Linked DNA regions of Mus musculus: regions 2 and 3 are each linked to region 1. The links are chromatin contacts, called in public Hi-C and HiChIP or PLAC-seq maps. All regions are on one chromosome and are shown on one strand. The core of a region is the stretch at or near the end of the contact, and the rest is flanking DNA. Distances in the headings are between cores, read along the strand shown. Region 1 has its middle 29 kb from the start of Gm32830. Region 2 overlaps Vrk1 (vaccinia related kinase 1). Region 3 has its middle 50 kb from the start of Vrk1.

Evidence for each region. Hi-C and Micro-C count contacts between places; a contact is called where the count stands out from the background. HiChIP or PLAC-seq counts read pairs in DNA pulled down with a chosen protein or histone mark.
Region 2: a contact with region 1 is called in a Hi-C map of cortical neurons, with 4 times the contacts expected there. The contact joins two enhancer-like sites. A contact is called at or near these places in 1 of 484 Hi-C or Micro-C datasets (cortical neurons) and 1 of 9 other capture datasets (embryonic tail).
Region 3: a contact with region 1 is called in an H3K4me3 HiChIP or PLAC-seq map of embryonic forebrain, with 3 times the contacts expected there. The contact joins two enhancer-like sites. A contact is called at or near these places in 2 of 115 datasets of contacts at active chromatin or transcription factors (embryonic forebrain and forebrain) and 1 of 9 other capture datasets (embryonic stem cells).

The regions. Positions count from the first base shown.
Region 1 is chr12:106,376,667-106,381,592 of GRCm38.p6, reverse strand. No RefSeq gene overlaps it. Among named protein-coding and RNA genes, the nearest start is that of Gm32830, 29 kb to the left of the region's middle. Within about 2 kb of position 2,337, at least 29 of the 459 cell types and tissues checked have an H3K27ac peak or open chromatin away from gene starts, as enhancers often do. A contact at or near this core is called in cortical neurons, embryonic forebrain and forebrain, where this site is marked.
Region 2 is chr12:106,054,518-106,058,817 of GRCm38.p6, reverse strand. It overlaps Vrk1 (vaccinia related kinase 1), which reads right to left. Exons shown (of 14, transcript NM_001029843.2): 6 at 2,908-3,016; 7 at 2,705-2,797; 8 at 843-975; 9 at 122-242. Among named protein-coding and RNA genes, the nearest start is that of Gm32723, 38 kb to the left of the region's middle. Within about 2 kb of position 2,832, at least 14 of the 459 cell types and tissues checked have an H3K27ac peak or open chromatin away from gene starts, as enhancers often do. A contact at or near this core is called in cortical neurons, where this site is marked.
Region 3 is chr12:105,957,750-105,962,204 of GRCm38.p6, reverse strand. No RefSeq gene overlaps it. Among named protein-coding and RNA genes, the nearest start is that of Vrk1, 50 kb to the left of the region's middle. Within about 2 kb of position 1,319, at least 30 of the 459 cell types and tissues checked have an H3K27ac peak or open chromatin away from gene starts, as enhancers often do. A contact at or near this core is called in embryonic forebrain and forebrain, where this site is marked.

The DNA.
Region 1 (4,926 bases), core at 1,088-3,587:
AGATGGCCCAGTGACTTGCTGGACATCTCTGGGCTCACCAGGACTTGTGAGATCTATCTACAAAGAGTGTGAGGCAGGATCACAGAAGACTCAACTTCCTCTCAATCACAAATACAACATAAGCAGTGCCTGGGTCACCTAGCAACTTAATAACCCCTGCCTAATGCCTCACGGGTGGTAAAGGCACTGATCTCATTTGACAAAATAGAGCCAACACAGCCAGAAGAATAATGTGGCCAAGCTCCACGATCCCTTCTCGACCTCATAGCACTCCCAAGATCCTAATGATACCATGCCCATCCCTTAGTAAGGAAGTCAGACTTCAAGAGGCCTGAACTGGACTCCAAGTCCCAGTTGTGGCCTCAAGTCCACCAGGCCAAGCTGCCTACTGCTAGGCATCAACTCTCTTACCCCACTTTAGGATGCCCTACAAAGTGTCCAGAGATCCCCTAGAAAACAAAAGGCAAAACTTCTTGGCCACCAAAATAGGCTTTCTGCAAGTGTGTGTGTGTGTGTGTGTGTGTGTGTGTGTGTGTGTGTGTGTGTGTGTGATTTTGCAATAGATGCTTGTGATGCGTATTGCACTGAGCAGCCAGTATGCTTGCACACTACACACACACACACACACACACACAGAGAGAGAGAGAGAAAGAGAGAGAGAGAGAGGGAGGGAGAGAGAGAGAGAGAGAGAGAGAGAGAGAGAGAGAGAGAGAGAGAGACCCAAGGCTCCCTATATCTCTGGCACTGTGCTGGGGTCAGAGCCCAGAAAGTACAAATCAGGCAATAAACATTCTATTCAGATTCTGGAATTATCTGGAGAACAACTCCACATATCCTGATCAAAGTATGTACCAGGAATGAACGAAAAAAGACATCCAGATGCAAGAAAACCAGGAGGGGCTTGGGATAGTCCAGAAGAACTTAAGTGTGAATCAAAGGGGTTAATATTCTGGAGATAAGAGAGACCGGTCTTGGGAGATGTGAAGACAGTTTGGTTAGCAACAGGACCTGAATTTATTCTAAGAACCTACGTGAAACATTGGACACCCTGGGGAAACAGAGACAAGAGAATTCTTGGGGCTCTCTGGCCAACCAGTGTGACTGAATCAGGGAGCCCCAGCTTCTGGTAAGAGACCCTGTTTCAAAACAAGAAATGGTTCCTAAGCAATAACACTCGAGGTTGACCTCTGAACTCCACACTCACCTCTAAGCAAGCGTGAGCACACTCACACACACACACACACACACACACATTTATGCATTTATAAAAACAAACGGCCAGCCCTTGTAGCCTGCTTAAATGCAGAAACTTAAGGATGCAAGGAAAAGATTGCATCCTTTCTCCTTGCAGAGTCTCATTCTCAGGGCCAGACAAACACCAACCTCAGCACGACATAGTCGTTTCCAGGGTGAACCGAACCAGGGTTCACTTTTGCCAGAGTCCAACCTGGGCCTCTCTCTTTGGGATGGGAAGCAGAGCATCCATTGCATGATGTATTACTTATTTTAATCAAATACAATTTTTTTCTAATTGTCACTGCTCCGGCAGCCTCACGGGGGCTGGTCTGACTTGTGTACACCCGTGACAGGGGAAGCGGCGGCGGCAGCTGCTTTGTGCCGCCCGCCCGTGTACGGTACCTCTCCAGTCTTGTCAGTCACAGCTCCCCTAATTACAGAACATCTGCTTGCTGTGGCCATTAACACTCCTCTACCAGCTTGTCTGGTTTAATACCAGTGACTCCTGACCTTCCCCAAGGAAGGCGCTTTCTGTCAAAATTTTCCCCCAAAGAAGCCAATTCGCCACGCAAAATTTGCACTTTTTTTTTTTTTTTGTGAAAAACACTACCTTACTAAAGGCTTTTGGAAGGAAATGGGTTTGACGAGGCGTCAGTGGTAAGGAGTATAGAAAACCTGTTTCCCTGCCTTATTTGGTTCATATTTGCATCTTTTGAAAATAATGATAATAAAAAAAAAAATGGGAGTCATTTGAAGGGTCAGGACCGTAAACTTGGATGTTCCCCAGCCCTGTCTACTGTGTTCCTAGGCCTCCAGCTAGGGGGCAGTGTAGATGTCCCCTCGCTCTCTCTCTTCCCACCTGCCCCACACGGGCTGGCTGGGAGACTCCACTACCTTCAGCGTTATTAGTTGAATCATAGGTCCCGCTATGATGCCCTTGTTCCCTGGCATTAAAGAGCCCCAAAGCTCGATAAAAGACGTTCCCAGTCCCTGGGCATGATCTAGAAGCAGCCTGCCCCTCAGAGAACTTCAGACGGTATTTAAAAGGCTCTGCAACCTCAGCCTTCTGAAGGCAGGACTCAAGGCAAGGGCATGCGAGGAAATCCAAGCGCGCTCCTTTTCGTTAGAAGTAACTATGGCAAACGTGGTTCCCAGCTAAGGACCCCGCTACAGATTCCCCCAGTGACTGTCCCACCCATCCTGGGAGTCCCTGGGTGTCCTGCGATAGACAATAGTGAGGGTGAGAGGAAAAGACAAACAGATTCACTTTAGAATCTTCCCCAAAATGATCTGAGTGGCTGTTTGTTTTGTTTGTTTATTTTTTTTTAAATACTGCTTTCACGGTGTTTTGATAAGGCGGGTGTTCTCTTGAAATAAGTGTTTGTTAAGTAAGAAAGAGTTCCCCGCCGTTCCCGGGGAGAGCGAGCAGTCTTTTACAAAGCCGCTGGACTTTGCTTCACAAACGGAGAAAAAGCGGTGCCTGCTGAAAAGCCTGAGCAGGCAGGCAGTTTGGGCTGGATGCTGGCTTCCCTGGTCAGGGTGGAGAAAAGCAAGGCAGTTAAGAATGGGTTTTGAGTTCACACACACACACACACACACACACACACACACACACACACAGACACACACACACACCTCCCTAAAGAATGCAAAGTGACCGCGACCCAGGCTCAAGTGAATCCCAAAGGAGAGAAAAGTCAGTAAGGAAGAATAATCCAGAAGGTTGCTGGTTTGTCAAGCAATGTCTTCAAAAAGCATCCTCCGCACTTGGCTAAAGGGGGTTTCCTTGGGCACCCCTGCCGCTGCCAGTAGTTAGCACTGCTTGTCTGGAGACAGAGCAGGGATGGGAGGCATTGAAGGGAGAAGGGGGAAGGGATAAATGGGTTTAAAAAAAAATACACACACAAAAACACTGCCGAAGAATACCTGTAAATACTTTGTTTTAAAAATGCGCATTTCCAATATAAGACACCATCTTAATTGCGGACTTCTTCAAAGCACCTATTGGAGAAACGGTTTAACAAGGGGGGAGCGATGATCTTGTAATCTCGACAATAAAAGCGCTTCCATCCTTTGTATATGCTGACTTACAAAAAAAAAAAAAAAAAAAAAAAAAAGTGCTTCCAGACAACAAAAGATGGAGCCGTAATTACATAAATCTCTCCATTCTTGATGAAGACACAGTGCAACATGAGCAAATCAATAGAGTCTCCGAGGTAATTCTTGTTTTTCTTATGAGCCCAATGCAAACTTGTTAAAATTGAATTCCACTTCTTGTGTATATAAAAAAAAATAGGATTTGCACAAATCCAGAGGAAAAGAACATGTGTTCTGTAAATGTTTAATTTTTTTCCTGTGCTACTGAGGAGGTTTGCAATGGAGTAGTGTGATACCAGGATCTCCACACAGCCGCCACCACCACCCGGGGAAGGAAGCTACTGTCAGTCTGCTCCCTAAAGCGCTCTGAAGGCCCTGCTATCACCTCCCTGATTCTTACTCCCACTATTAAATAAACTAAATGTACCCTAAAGTCAAATATCTCTGACTCACTGCCAATAAATTGGTCGTAATCATTTCTCCCCCACAACCCACATTTATAATATTTCTCATTCAAGAATAAATAATTTTGTTGATTTTTTTCCCAAAGAAAAGGTGAAATGTATTGCATTTAAAAATAATTAATAGATGGGCCCTGCATACCTCTGAATTAAATTAAAGAAAAAATATTTCTTTTTTTGTGCAGATGATTGCATTCATACGCTGTTTGGTGTGAAAAGTAGATTCCAAAAAGCTTTTAACTAATTTGTTCAATTTGTTTCAAAGCCAACATGAATAGGCTTGGTGCAAATTCAGATTCATTAAAACTTAATTAATATGCATCATTATGCAAATGAGGTTGCAGTTAATGAGTTCTTAAAAGAAGCTTTCTTTAATTAGTTCAGTTTTAATGGCATCATCATTTATCTGACTTGTTTTTAAAGCCACATGACATACAAAAAGTGACCAGCCTCCACAATGCACTGTCTAATTGTGTTTCTTCCTAATTGTTTAATGCTGAAACTTTGCAAAAGTTAAAATGTTTTGATATCCAGGGCCTATTAAATGGCTTTCACAAACTTTCCCATTCTGACCAAGGTTTTTTTTTTTTCCTACAGTGGCTTCTCATTTTTATTTTTTGACTTTGCCATTTCTGTCTGCTTTTAATCCACAGATCTGTAATGTCCGAGCCAGGCTATTTGTACAAAGAAGGAGCGCATCTGACAGGTACGCGGGAGGCTTCAGAGAGCATCCCTCAGCCCACGTGCATACTTCACTGTTACGTGTGTACGTTAGCAGGGGCAATTATACTTACGTAGTTGAAAAATTAAAACGAGCCTTTCTTGAGGCCATCTGCTAACTTGAGGAGCTGGGTAACATGTCTTAGCACGAGATTTCTAAATGTACTAATTCATAAGACACGCAGTCACTATCGCCAGTGACTGCCTGAATTGGCAAAGCTAGCCTGAGAGATAAGACCACTTAATAATTATTGTGAAATATGGAAATCAGGAAAAGGAAAAAAAAAAGAGGCAGGCTTAGCACAGGGTTGGGGAAGAGAGGGTGCTAATCTAGAAAATGACTCTTCCAGAGCTTTGAAAATACAATGGGCATTTTAAACATTTTCGGATTTATGAGGCATTGTACTATACA
Region 2 (4,300 bases), core at 1,583-4,082, 320 kb after region 1:
GAAGAGCAGTCGGGTGCTCTTACCCACTGAGTCATCTCACCAGCCCCAAAAATGTTTTTAAAAGGGGTATTTCTTTTGCCACATCACCATGCAACCCAAAACAATGTAAGTTGGCCCTTACCTAATTTTGGAATCCCTAACGTAGTTAGGATCTTTCAAGTTATCTTCCCAAGGAAGACAGCCGCTGAGCCACTGGATCATGCAATAACCAAGTATTTCCAAATCACCACGTCTTGATGGGGCTACAAACAGAACAGGAGATTAACATGGTGAGACAGCATTCCAGAAAAACAGCAAGACGGAGCAGTCCACTCAGGTCTAACCTGCAGCAGAAACATTTGCCTGCGTATAATAAAATCACTGAACAGTGGGCTGTGTAAAACAAACCTTTATTCTCCAAGTAATGACTTACTTAGAACCCAAACTGATGAGCCTTAGGGTTTGAAACTGCTACCCCTGGTCTAGAAAGTAAAGTCTGAAGCCACCTCACACCCAGCTGTCTTTGGGAGACACTCACATACTGGACACTCTCCATATGTCCTCCACAGCAAAGGGCAGAGAAGGGGCTAAGCTAGCTTATACAAAACATAAGCCACAGAGAACCCAGACACTAGAAAACAAAGCAGTGCAGAGCTAAGCTGTGTGAGTCCTAAGTACAGTCTGGTACCCCTGAAGACCAGAGGCCCTCACTCCCAAGGGCCCTCACTCAAGTACAGGAGCCAAACCTCAGGCCTCCTTCTCCACATCACTCTTCCCGTACTCTCTATCAGTCTGTGTTTACTTAGCATTCAGACAGAAACATGAGTACTGTGGAGGCACACCACAGGCCACTGTGGACATACCCACGCCTTTGTGAGCGTCGATGCTGGTGAACTCCAGGGTGCCGTCATGGCACCTTTTGGGATCTTCCTTGTACTCTTTATGAACTCCATCTGGGCAGTACCGATAAGCAAGGCCATAGTCTACCAAATATACCTATAAATTTTCAAGAACCAAATTAGAGACAAAAATCAATGCACATGAATTACCAGAAAAGTACTGAAATAAAATACAATCCCTTGGAGGTCGATTCACCTACAAGGGCAAACAGCAGCTCTCGAAGCAAGTCAAATCTAAACTGAGCACTCCAGCAAGTCCTGAGTCTCCCCCCACCTACTCTGCAATGCTGGGGGTCGCACCTAAAGCTTCACACAAGCTAGGCAGGAGCTCTGCTGCTGCTGAGCTACCACTAAGCTATTCCCAGCCTCCCACCCAGGAAGGTTTGACTTTTAATAAGTGTTAAATGCCCAGAAGGCCACAGTGCTCCAGTGTTAGCTCCCTCTGCATGCTTTCTTAGGAAAGTGTGTGCTAAAGTAGTTAATCCTGTCTCCATGGGCAAGGCTTACAGATGGTCAGTTTCTCTTACAGAGTCTAGAACCAAACTACAACAAAATAGAAATGTTCAAGACCCTTTCCACAAAGAAAAGGGATATGAATACTGTTAGCACACAATACAACAGCTCTCTTCTACTCTTGATTCTCGTAAAATAGTCAAATGCCTATGTACTTCATAAAATGATTCAAGGGCTATAATAACTTTCAAAACTCTTAGATCAGGCCTCTACCTGCATCTTAAATACTACATATTACATTCTGGTCTTCCAGATTAAAGCTAACTTAAAAAACAAATAAACAAACAAACAAAAAAACAGAGTAATGCTATGGGCATAGCTGGTTGTTGTGACTAGCATACAACACTGGGACAAGTGGCTTCCGTCTGACGGCCACGCATGCACCTGGTTCTGTCACAACGCATGAACGCATGTGCATGTGAACACAAAGATGGACACAGCCTGAGAGAGTAACCCCATCCACAGAGCAGGTCAGAAAGGCAGGAGAGCCGCACACGGCTGCCGTGTGGACAGAAGCTGCTCCCATCAGTCACGTGTAAACCAACAGCAGTTGGTTTCTAATAGTGCTCTGCAAGCCCTTCCTACTCCAGCTAAAGTAAAGGGAGCTTTACCGCTCGCTCAGGCTCTTGGCTGTGCTCAGGGAAACAGCTTGAATGAGATGGTTGAGGATGCCCACCTCACAGAGCGTCCTAGCACAGCAGCTTGCTCCCGGTGCCCTACACTGATTCCTGAGGCTCACCAGAGCCTATAGAGCAAAAGCAAACACCCTGTGCAGAAAAGGAAGGAATCAAAAGAAGGAAACCGTATGCAAAGCCAAAAAGCAGAGAATGTTGACAGATCACTTCCCTGAGCCAAGCACTCAAAACCTCCTTCTTACACAAGATCAAGAGGCGACACTAAGCAGCCTTTATTGTCACTGACAACTGAACTGACCCCACATTAAAGACCAAGTTCTCCAAATAACAGACACTTATGTCAGATGGAGTTTTTGAACACAAGAAGTAATGAAGGTGACAAAGTGGACCAGCAGATCTAACTCGCTGGTGTACTTTATAGTTTAAGCTTCACCCCAAACAGCTATTTGAAATGCATGTTGTAGCAAGCACTTCCAAATATTATGTAGAGCAAAACAGCCAACTTGATAAAGTGCCAGCAAACTGCAACAAAAATACAGAATGGCAACTGGATACAAGTGTCTGGAGAAAGGGCATTGTTAGCTTATCTACTTCGGAGCTTGTGGGGTTCAGCCCAGAGTGCCCCACTTGCTCCCAAGCAGCACAAGTTACAACAGTAAAAGCTGCAGTTCTAAGGACCTGGTCAGGGTTCTTGTGACTCAGGAGCAGGTTGGAGGCCTTGATGTCCCCGTGCACGTACTCATGCTCATGGATGTACTCCAGGATATCCAGCTACAGAGAACACACAGTGAGTTAGTGCAGTACCTAACATGGCCAGCAGAGGGCTGAGCTTCAGCGGAAACCAGCCCTTACTGTATTCACAAGGAGCATAGCTCACATACAATTCTTAAGCTTAGCTGCAATACAGTTTTCCGAGAAAACCTTTTGGCATTTGCTTCATATATTTTCTGAAGGTCACTCCCAAAGCGGTCCATTATCATAAACCTGTAACTGAAGACAAACAAGGAATGTCAGTGAGGGAATAACTGGGAACATGTCCTTGCAATGACTATTCCCCTTCAGTTAGGTCAAGTTAATGCTAACTAAGGCAGTACTATAGATTATAAACGAGGAGGAAAGGGGCGCAAACCCATACCATGAAGAATCTCTCTCAACTACATAGAAATCTCGAGAATTCAGAACGTTTCGTCATCCTGCCCTGGACTGAGCTCGTTTATAGGAGACAGCATTCGAATTACGACAGTGCCCAGCCAGAATCCAACACTCATCTACAATGGAACACAGCCACCTGGCTTCTCACAGCTAACTGCTGTTTTTAGACAATTGCTTCTTTCTCCTGACTGCACCTCCATTTTTAAGGTACATTTCAACAATATTCTGTTAAATCTAGGCTGTCAAGAGATGGCTTACAAACTACATTCAGTAAAACTGACCAAATGGTATTAAGCAATTACGTGTAAAACATTCAATGGTCAGATCTGCAAAAGGAATACCCTACAAAAATGAAGATTTTTGTTTGTTTGTTTTGCCAGCCCCCTCCCATGTCAGCTGGACCAGGTGACATTACTTCCTGGGGCCGTAATTTTTGGAGAAATGGATAGAGGAGGCAGGTCTCATCCTTCCCAGGGTCTCAAACTCTAGGAGGGCAGAGATGCGCTGGAGTCCTGCGAGGACACTGCCCAGCTCCTCTGAGCATCACCGTCACCTTCAACAGCTGTCCAAATCCTAATCCGTCTATGTAAATCGCTGACATAGACACAGGACAAACCCTGCCATGGAATGCTCATGACACAGCAGTCAGGCTCATGATGGTAAACTACAGGAGCTTCCAAGGAAGGAGCAGCCAGCTAAATGAAAAGACAGTGTGGTAATGGAAAGCCTAGGGCCCTGTTCATTAGAGAGTCTGTCTATGTATCTTTTAATGTCTTAGCACATAAAGTCTATGTCACAGTCACACTATCAAGTAGAAGCAAAATATATTCATGTGTGTTAAGATTCCTGCTACCCTGACCTGTGCAGCCATGTGTCCTCCCAATATCCTGAGTATGGCAAGTTGGGCAAAGCTGAGAGAAGAGTAGGGTGCACACTTTTGTTAACCTGTGTAATCAGTACAATACTCTGAATAACAAATAACCTTTGCCAACAGTCTGTGTCTTAGGGTTATTACTACTGCTGCAACCAAACACCATGACCAAAAACCTACACTTCCACTCTTCATCATCAAAGAAAAGTCAGGACAGCAACTCACACAGGGCAGGAACTTGGGGCAGCAGC
Region 3 (4,455 bases), core at 70-2,569, 420 kb after region 1:
CTTGCTACCGCAGGCGCCCGAGCAAAAAGAAAAAAAAAAAGTATGGAAGGCCGGTTGGGTCTCTTTTGGCAGATGAGGTAGACTACGTGCAGGTTGGGTTTTTTATTTGCTTCTCGCATTGAGATTTACATATTGTATATTGGGAGGAGATCATCCAGCACTTTCTTCAGCAGCCCGAGGGGTGCTCGGGAGGAGGGAAGAGTCTGAGGTACTCCCTCAGCAGTGGCCGTGACAAAGTCCACGTTCCCCCCACCCCCACCCCGCCCCCCGCACTGAGATTGAATGTTGTTTTCTCTAAAAGAAGGAGGAAGTGTTTCTATAAACTGGTCCCTGGCTGCCTTCTACGAACCTTAAAGCCCTTAGAGACGCGGACTGGACTTGGTGGTGGGTTCCTCTGAATGGCGACCCTATTACCAGCTGAGCTGAGATACCCCTTTGGTTCCTTGCTCCCTGCTTGCTCCCTATACCCTGAAACACCTTAGGCAGAGTCCTGATATAAAAATTCTCCTGTCAAACGGACGTGAGCAGATCCACAACACAATAACTTCACCCAAGTCAAGGGTCCTGTTTTTACCATTGTAACCTAATTCCAAGTTCAAACTAAGAATTTTTTTTTTAAGTTCTGGGGTTATCAGGCATATTGGAAATCATCTGAAGGGTACATGTTTTCGATACTGTGATAAAAGGGTAGATTACTTCTTTAATCTACACATACACACACACACACACACACACACACACACACACACACACACTGGTTTATAAGCTAAGTCCATATCTAAGAAGAATAACAGTTGAAGCCAGAAAAACCTGCCAGAAAGAGAGCAAACACCTTCTCTGGCGAAATCAATTTAAACTCTGACTGTCATGGCCTCCTGGCTCCTGAGAATCTCACACTGGGGACCATTGTCCTTTATGCCTGTGATAGAAATAGGCTGTACAATGTGGGTTGAATTGCATTAGAGTCATTTCAGAAGAGAGAGATGTTTATTGTCTATAGAAAACAGCCAGACTTGCCACCCGGCTGAAACTATCCTGTGAGTGCTGCAGTGACTCTGTTGATGATAAAACCCAACTCTAAGGGAAGAGACCAGGAGCCAGCGTGGACCAGAAGACAGGCAGTGCAGCCCAATTCTAAACATAAGAGGATCCAAGGAGGGGATGCAGAGAGGCCATCGATGAATGGAGACCGAACGGAAGAAAAACATTTGTGAATGAGACTTAATGGGGCCCGGCGGCAGGTGCTGTTTAAATACCCAGAATAAGGTTGCAAGCAGCTCGTTCGCGTTTGCTGGGCGCCTATCCTATGCTGCGTGACATTAGAATGGAAATGTGCAGAAAACACAAGCCTACATCTGCAGGCAGAGCTAGGCTGACAGGGAGAGGGGGTAGGAGACCGACCTCAAAGTCAGAAAAATATGCAGAAGTGGAGAATCTGCGTGCCTGGGTGGTGGTGTGGGTGGCTTAATGTAACACGGAATGCAAATGCGTCTCCCGATCAGCCTAGAGTGTCTTATTTACATCTTAAGCTGTTTGTTGCTGATTTTTTTTTTCATGCAACCGTTTTATACTGGAATTCTCAAAGCTGAACCAGGAGCGTGGAAATGGCTTGGTTGGGCTCTTGCTGTGTATCTTCTGGAAGGCACCAACTCGCATGCACACACATGCACAGCCACATCTATTCATACAGGAAGTGTGCCCCTTATCCATACAAATCTCTGCCATCTATATTCCCAAACACGGGGGAGTCTGTGTATTTATTTCTGTCTTGAACTCAACTATGAAACACAAGTCAACATTCTTAAATGTCATTTTTTAATACCTCATATAAAAGGCAAACTTCTCCTAACGTGCTTTCCTATTAAATGAACTCCCCGAATACTGCGTGCACCCAGTTTCATTCGTAATGCTAAGGCATAATATTTTTTAGAATTTCTTTCAGCATTAAAAAAAAATGAAAGAAAAAGAAATGCAGGGAAAATATTTTGAAAGTCAATTAAAATTTTGTGTACGTTTTCATTTTTTAATGATAAATTAAGTTACTAATTTTGTCCGTGCTCTTTGTAGACACTGCAGGTTTAATTGCTAATTGTTAACTGCGAATGAATACATTTGCATATTAATTAGCTCCCAATTTACATTTTTAATTTGCTTCCTTCAAAAGGTGCAAGATAAAAGGTCGTGTTATTTTAAATAATTTATGCTTTATTGCATGAAATACGCTAATATGAAATGTGCCTACTAATTTTAACCCCTTTTCTAAGAAGGAAAGCGAGCAGCATTAAAGGGAACACGGCTGAGCTGGTGGTGTTCTGGAAAAAAAAAATTATGCTGTTCTGAACCTCGGCAACAACAGAATCACTTTTTCCTGCAGTCTTGTTGGACTGGGAAAAAAAAAGGAGAGACTGTATTCTTTCCTATACCCATCAGCTTAAACAGTGATAATGTATTTAAAGGAAAAAAAACAGCTGTAGTGTGTCTAGGTGTCTGGTTTGTGTCTGTGTGTCTGTGTGTCTGGTTTGTGTCTGTGTGCCTGTGTGTCTGTGTGTCTGTGTGTCTGTGTGTCTGTGTGCCTGTGTGTCTGTGTGTCTGTGTGTCTGTGTGTCTGTGTGCCTGTGTGCCTGTGTGCCTGTGTGTCTGTGTGTCTGTGTGTCTGTGTGTCTGTGTGTCTGGTTTGTGTCTGTGTGCCTGTGTGCCTGTGTGTCTGTGTGCTTGTGTGTCTGTGTGTCTGTGTGTCTGTGTGTCTGTGTGTCTGTGTGTCTGTGCATGTGTACACTGACTAGGGCTTTCTCTGGGGGCCCCATCATGCTTTCTAGTGAATCCTGTTTGCAAATGGAAGTCAATGAAGCGGCATCCATTAATGGCTGCTCCTTCCCCACTGCCACCACCATGGACTAGACCCGACATTCTTCCAAAGTGTGGCTTCCAAGTTCCTTGCCCAGCTTTCTTAAAAACCCACCAGTTTGTTCCTCTCAGGGAACTGATCAAAGAGTTCTCATATTGTCATTAAGTCCCCCCAGAAGAAAAGAAACCCTGATTGTCAACCGGCTGTAGTATTGACACATCATGGCTTAGACCAGAAGCAGAATGCCCTCACTGCTGGTGACTGTACGTCACTGCTGGTGACGGCATCTCCTCTCCGCTCACTCCTTGTTTTCTTTTATGTGGTGTTTTAAGCCATCACCACTAAAACGCTTAGGATAGTTCACAGAGCTGTGCAATAATCTTCTTGAATATGCATGCATGCATGCATTAGATTTACAAAAAAAACATAAACAGAGTTTGGGAATTACAAAATTGGGTATAGAAGAGATGTGTGAACGACAGGCAGGGACTGGAATCTGTCTGCATTCCCAGGTTTCCTGGGGTGCTCACCCCTTTTTTTTGTTCTTTCTGCAGCTGGATCCCAAGCCCATACCAAACCCCGTCTTGTGCTGATGGCTAGCATGGTGCTTCAGATATTAAGACACAAAGCTTTAAGCCATCAAGGTAGCTCAGCTGGTAAAGGCATCTGCTACCAAGCTTGAAGACCTGAGTTCAAGTCTCCGACCTTTCATGATAGACAGAGAAAACCACCTCCCTCAGACTGTCCTCTGACCTCTGCATGTGTCCAGTGGTATTTGTGCGTGCATGCACGCGCACACACACACACACACACACACACACACAGGAAAGAAAGAAAACAATATAACAACATTAAAAAAAACACACACACACACAAAGGTTTGTAAGTAGATGGTGTCAGGTGACCCCTGAATCGTCTCTCACCAAATATAGGACAGGGTTCCCAGAATCCCCAGCAGTGGTAAGTTCAGCATGTATCAGCCTAGCTCATTTAAGGTGTTAACCCACAGGAATGAGTAGGCTGTTCACCAATGTGGCAATATTTCCAGGCAATTATAGCCGTAGCGACAGGAACATTCACAGGTTTATCTTGAAGGAAGCACCAGCTCTTAGGTTCACCCCCCAACCCCTGAGGAGCCAGGTGTGTAAACACACCCCCAAAATGCTTACGATTTACATGTAGAAAATGTTCCTTTGGTTTCTATGAACAATAGCAGAAAAAAAAAAAAAAGCAACCCATAGTGAGAAGCCGCCTGGGCTGTTTGTTTCATTAAGGTTGGATGAATAAGAAGCGGGGCTTTAGTCCTGTTATTTCGGTCTTGCCCAGACACCAAAGTGATTGGAACACAGAGCAAAGCATCCTACATCAGAAGCAGTCTAGGAGCGGGGCTGGGGCAGGACTGTGACCGGCAGCTACCGTTGGGAAACATGATGGGTACGTGGACAGAAACACACAAGTGCAGGCTTCCTCTGCAGGGAATATTTGGCCTTTAATTCAGCTGTGTGTTGACACTGTCATAAATTCTCCTGCACAGACTGGGTGATGGGAAGAAGCTGTCCTCACGCAATCTCACACAGGAGTCTCCACACTCTGTATCTGTGCCAGAGCAT